Regions from separate parts of the Mus musculus genome. Here region 1 is linked to region 2. Evidence: chromatin contacts called from public Hi-C data. All regions are on one chromosome and are shown on one strand. Each heading gives the region's core, a stretch centred on a gene start, on an enhancer-like site or on the middle of the called end of the contact. The rest is flanking DNA. Distances are from core to core; before and after follow the strand shown. Region 1 has its middle 200 kb from the start of Gm10248. Region 2 overlaps Gm10248 (predicted gene 10248).

Region 1 (2,700 bases), core at 66-2,565, 230 kb before region 2:
ATGAGCAGTGTTGGGGAGGAATGGACGCTGGTGTCATTAAAAAGTTCAGAGTCATACAGGGCCACACTGGTTGAGAGGGTCACATGCTGCTACAGGCGACTCCAGAATATAGTGCTCTAAAGACACTGCCTACATTCCATAGAACCTTGAGAAGTCAACACTGGATCACTTCTGCCACCTGCTCCCATGCTAGCTACCCTTCCTTGCTATTCATACAAATGAGCAAAGTCTCCCTGCTTCTTCCTCATCAAAACACAGGGGTTGAAGCTTGCTTAAGGGGTGGGCCTTCTTGTTCTTCACACCCATAGATGAAATGCCCAAGTCAATAATATCCAGTAACAATGATACTATTTGAGTCTAGATCTTCAGAATCTTGTGGATTTGAAGCCCTTACAGGACACCAGTCTCCTTAGTCTAAGACTGACCTGGCTTCTGAGAAAAGAAGATGCTGGTGAGAGGGTTCCATGTATGTACTATATATAGACTGTCAAAAATTAATATCATTAGAGATTGTACCCTTCTTCATTAGCCAACATTAACTAACTTCATTAGTTAGTGTTTACATTCCTTTATTGGGACTTGTTGACAAAACAGTATGTAATAACATGACTCTGGGTCTCTAGTTGAAGTAATAAATTATTGGTTCACATATTAAAAATTGATCTGTGGGAGAGAGTACAGCATGCCCTTACAGAGACATAAAAGGTTTGCTTAGCTATTGAAGAACAATCTGATTGATACCTTGAAAGCCAAATCTCTGGGTACGTATGCTTATTAGTCTTTGTCAACGCAACAGAGACTAGAACCATCTGGAGTGAGGAAACCTCAATTGAGAACTGCCTACAACAACTTGGCCTGTGGGCATTTCTGTGAAACATTTTCTTGATTAATGATTGATGTGGGAGGGTCTAGCCCACTGCAGGCAATATCGCCCTTGGGCAGGTCATCCTGAATTGTATATGAAAGCAAGCTGAACAAGCCACAAGGACCACTCCAGTAAGCAACTTTCCTCCATGCGCTAGTATCTGCCTCTGTGTTCCTCCCTTGGCTTGCCTCAGTGATGGACTAAACCCATAAGTTAAAAAAAATAAAAAGCCTCATTCTTACCAAATGTACTTTTTCTCGATGTTTTATCAAAACAACAGAATAGAAAGCAGAGGCAGTACTCAAACAAAACCAGCCCCAAGCAGACCTTATTGCCAGGAGTGAGAAACTGCAGACTTGCTTACCTTCTCCTGCCAACTCCTCACAGATCTTTGAGCTCCAGAGTCTCAACTTGTCTTCTCAATATTTGCTAACAAATCTGAATGTTGTTGGGGAAATGTAATTGCAGAGCATATGGTCTCCATTAGTCAGGCAAACTCTACTGCCAAGTTCAGCTCCAAGGAAGGAGTCTGCATAAAGGATGAAATATTAGGGAACGATCCATAGTGACAGAGAAGCCAAATGAAAGAGATGAGGCACTGAGTTGCAAAACAGTAGGCTTGGACAAAAGGACACAATGACTGTGGAACATGGTTTTCCATTTGGTAAGAAAACAAAATATCTGTGAATTTCTACTGAGATCTCTCCGTAGCAAAAATCAAAGGAGGCCATTCACCAAGATCAATATTAACTGTTTCTCAATGTCAGACGAGATAGATTCTGCCTGGGAGAAAATCGTAGGGCAAACAGAATACACAGCTTGCTAAAGGAATAAAGCAAGGATGAGATCAAAATGTAAACATCGGGCATAGTGCTATTTTCAATTGCTGAGGCTCAGCCTTCCAAAAGAGAGACAGGTTCTCATGCTTACAGATCTGTCCCATTCTTAAAATGTAGGGTAAAAGTCAGAAACTCAAGGGATCTAAGATCAAGAAAAATTATTCAGCACCCTTGCCACAAAAATGGTTTTGCAATATGCCTTTTAAAATAAGAAAATATGTTAATAAGTTGGTTATACTTCCAGATTGATACACATAGATTTAATTTATCATTTTACTCAACATATTGAGTCTAATAGCTAATCTTGGTTGTCAACTTGATAGACCTGGGAAAGGGGAACCTCAAGTGGAATTGTCTCCAACATTTTGGCTAGTGGGCATGTTTTGGGGGGGCACTTTCTTAATTGCTAATGAGTTTAGAAAGACCCAACACACTGTGGGAAGTGCCTCCTCTGTACTGGTCTTCCTGGGTGGTAAAAAAGAACAGGCTGAGCAATGGAAAGAGATGCAGAGACCCACAGTCAATGATTAGACAGAACTCAGAGAGTCTTCCAGAAGAGTTGGGGGAAGGATTGGTGGACTTGAAGAGGACAAGGACTCCACAGAAAGACCAACAGATTCAACTAACCTGGGCCCTTGGGGGCTTCCAGAGACTGAACCACCAACCAAAGAGTGATCCCAGGCTGGACCTAGACTCCCTGAACATATGTACCAGATGGGCAGCTTGGTCTTCATACGGGTCCCCCAACAACTGGAGCAGGGGCTATCCCTGAATCTATTACATACCCGCCTGTGGATCCTGTTACTCTAACTGGACTGCCTTGTCTGGCCTCAGTGGGAGAGGATTTGCCTAGTCCTCCAGTGATAATGTGCCAGGGTAGGGTAGGGATACTCATGGTGGGTGGGGAGCCTCTCTATTCTCAGAGAAGAAGGAGGAAACCGGGGAGGATCTGTAGTACTTGGAGGAGAAGGGAACTTGTATTGAGATGTAAAACAA
Region 2 (2,807 bases), core at 232-2,731:
AAAGAGCCACATAGATTGTTTGTATTCTACATATTAACTAAGAAAGCTATTTCTTAGAAAGAGCATGAAAAATGGTTCCCTTTGAAGTGGTAAAGATATAGCTTTGTAAGAAACACACACACACACACACACACACACCACACTTTCATTTACTCTGTAGTTTGCTTTCTTTTATTCCTTAGTACACATGAGTATGTGAAAACCTACAACACGGAGACATGCAGCCTGATTTAGTGATCATCTTTTGTAATGTGCTTCTATTTAAAGCAACAAACAGATGGAGGGTTTATGAGCAGGGCTGGTAAAGGTAAGAGCAAATGATTGCTATAGCACTTTTAATAGGATTTCCCACAATCTAAAGCAGTACTCCCCGAGGAACAAATTGTTCTATAAAATTTTGTTAGTTAGGAAAAAAGTAATCTCCCGGACTTTGCTGAAGCAACAGGGAGCTCCAGCATTCCATGAATCTCCAAGTTCTCTGCACTCAGACCAGTGTCCTGGGAAGGGGAAATCAGGTTGTCTGGGAATGCTCCCCAAAGAACAAGCTGTGTGGAGCCCAGCAAAAGGAAGACAAACAGGTGCAAAGGGGAGGATGAGGCATGTCTGGGTTTCAGATGAATTTACTGCCTTGTAATTTCCTACTTTGCAAACATGGTTTGGGAAATTCCTACAGATTTTAGATAAACAAGGCTCAGGGCTTTCTCCCCTGCCAATTCAGATGAGAGTCCAGTTCTAGAAAGGCAGATCTTGCTCAACAAACAACAGAATTGTACACAACCCAATGTTAATTCATTACTATCATCCCTACTTAGGATAAGCAAAACTCACTTTAATTCCACCACGAAGATGAATATACTGCCAGGATGGCCTTTACGCAAGTTATAATTAAAGCTAATCTTAATTGAAGTTATTACACCATTCTGGAAGAAAACAAACAGCCCAAAGAGAGGGAAAGAGTGTGGTCAATAACTCACTCCAATTTTTTTTCTTTTTTGCCTCCAAAGCTCACATTGAGGGAGACATTCCTCCCCGTGATACAAATGGTTCTGACATTAAGAAAAGTAAACAAGTAAGAAAAATAAAGATGGAAAAATTCTGTGGTCAGTTCACAAGTGCTTTTTTATTGTTTGAGGCAGGGTTAAAGCCTTTTATGAAGACAGGGATATATGTGCTGTTAGATTGGCTGTGACATCAGACTAGTCTCACTGCCCTTGCACAGAGCCTTGCTTCTCATAATATGCAATGGACCGAAGGTTCTAATGCCTCTAAACAAAGAGGCAAGGTGGGACCTGATGATGTGAATGCAAACCATTAGCTCTCAGTGCTGTTGTATAGATCAAACAGGAGAAGGTACTCAACCGGGGTTATGAGTGGGTTGTATAATCTTTAGTTATTAATGGTCTCGGGGACTTTAGCATTAGCTGCTCCCAACATCTGATGAATGGAGGTTGTGAAATCTCCATGCAGGACTCCTGTCAGCCTGAATATGAGTTATTCCAAGACCCGGCTCACTCAGTATGGCAGAAGCTATGTAAACAGACTAGATCTGAGAAAGACGGTCCTTCTCCAGCAGCTCAGAGAGTCTGAGGACCCAATAACTGACTCTCCATTAGCAACTCTCTTGCTGTCTATAACTTGGAGGGATTCTTGGAGGATCTGCTATCTTAGCTAGGACACCCAGGGAAATGAACACACAGTATACTATTGAAGCATACCTTGACAGTATGTCAAGTGCAAGAAGACTTTCAGATGCCTTCTAGAGTGGCTTGACTGGGACAGTTGTAGACAAAATGGCAGCCCTCTGGCTAACATGGTTGTGCTTGCTTTCCTGTCAGTGCCAGCAAATGACCAAAGATAAAGAAAGATCTATTCATGTCTCATTAGCCATGGGTCTTCTGAGAGAAACAGAAAACCTTAAAGGTGTTTGTTTTATCAAACCTGTTTGGTCTGCTAGATAGTTTCTACAATCTCCCATTTGTTTTCTAATCTCCTGGCCCATCACCCCATCTTTCATCTCACTACATTTACATAGAATCCAAAGGACTTGGCAGCCTGTCCTTTTAGGGTAAATATGGCCATAGGCATTGCTGAACCTATATGGTAAAAGCCAAAGGAGAATCTCTGGTGTTGCTAAACCTTTGACAGGAAAGATGCCTAACCCTGGGTCTTCTTCAGGACAAGTGGATTTTGAACAACAACAACAACAACAACAACAACAACAACAACAACAACAACAACAAAATGCTTTTGTAGTCAGGGATTTGGGGAAATTCAGGAATTGTGCTATGAAGCTACATATCAATACATGACTTGCCTGAGAAGTTGTGTCCTTTGAAGGATTATGGATGGAAACACATTGCCAATGATAAAAGACAATGTTTATGGATTACCTGATATAATGCCTACTATGCAGACTGAAAGAATAAAGAGTATGTGCCCTTCTTCTGTACTGTTGGCTACTCCACTGAAAATAAGCCCAAGGCACAGTGATATCTGTGGACTTGACTTAGAAGGCAAGCCCAGGAGAGCCTCTATCACTATACCACAGCCAGTGAGCAAGCCTGAGGAGGCCCCAGGTGTGACCCCTGTTCCCCTGTGAGCAATGGAGAGACCAGGCAATCTGTCATGGTGTTCTGGCTGTCAGCCCCAGTGCTGTGCCGCTGCTGTCTGTCACCCTGGTGGATGAGACCTGCTTAAGGGCAATCATGTCAATCTCTCTGTGACCACTCAGTCTAAGGGAGGTGGATGATCGTGACAGGCCTGGCAAAGTAGGCACAAGGTACTGAAAAGCAGAAGTTATTGCGTGC

Evidence for each region. A called contact is a pair of places that touch in the nucleus more often than the background predicts.
Region 1: a Hi-C map of uterus shows a contact between it and region 2, with 2.4 times the contacts expected there. The contact joins two enhancer-like sites. A contact is called at or near these places in 4 of 484 Hi-C or Micro-C datasets (the 3T3-L1 cell line, nephron progenitors and uterus) and 1 of 115 datasets of contacts at active chromatin or transcription factors (fibro-adipogenic progenitors).

The regions. Positions count from the first base shown.
Region 1 is chr14:23,289,421-23,292,120 of GRCm38.p6, reverse strand. No RefSeq gene overlaps it. Among named protein-coding and RNA genes, the nearest start is that of Gm10248, 200 kb to the right of the region's middle. Within about 2 kb of position 1,315, at least 10 of the 459 cell types and tissues checked have an H3K27ac peak or open chromatin away from gene starts, as enhancers often do. A contact at or near this core is called in uterus, where this site is marked.
Region 2 is chr14:23,056,120-23,058,926 of GRCm38.p6, reverse strand. All of the region lies in intron 2 of Gm10248 (predicted gene 10248), which reads left to right. Among named protein-coding and RNA genes, the nearest start is that of Gm10248, 37 kb to the left of the region's middle. Within about 2 kb of position 1,481, at least 5 of the 459 cell types and tissues checked have an H3K27ac peak or open chromatin away from gene starts, as enhancers often do. A contact at or near this core is called in uterus, where this site is marked.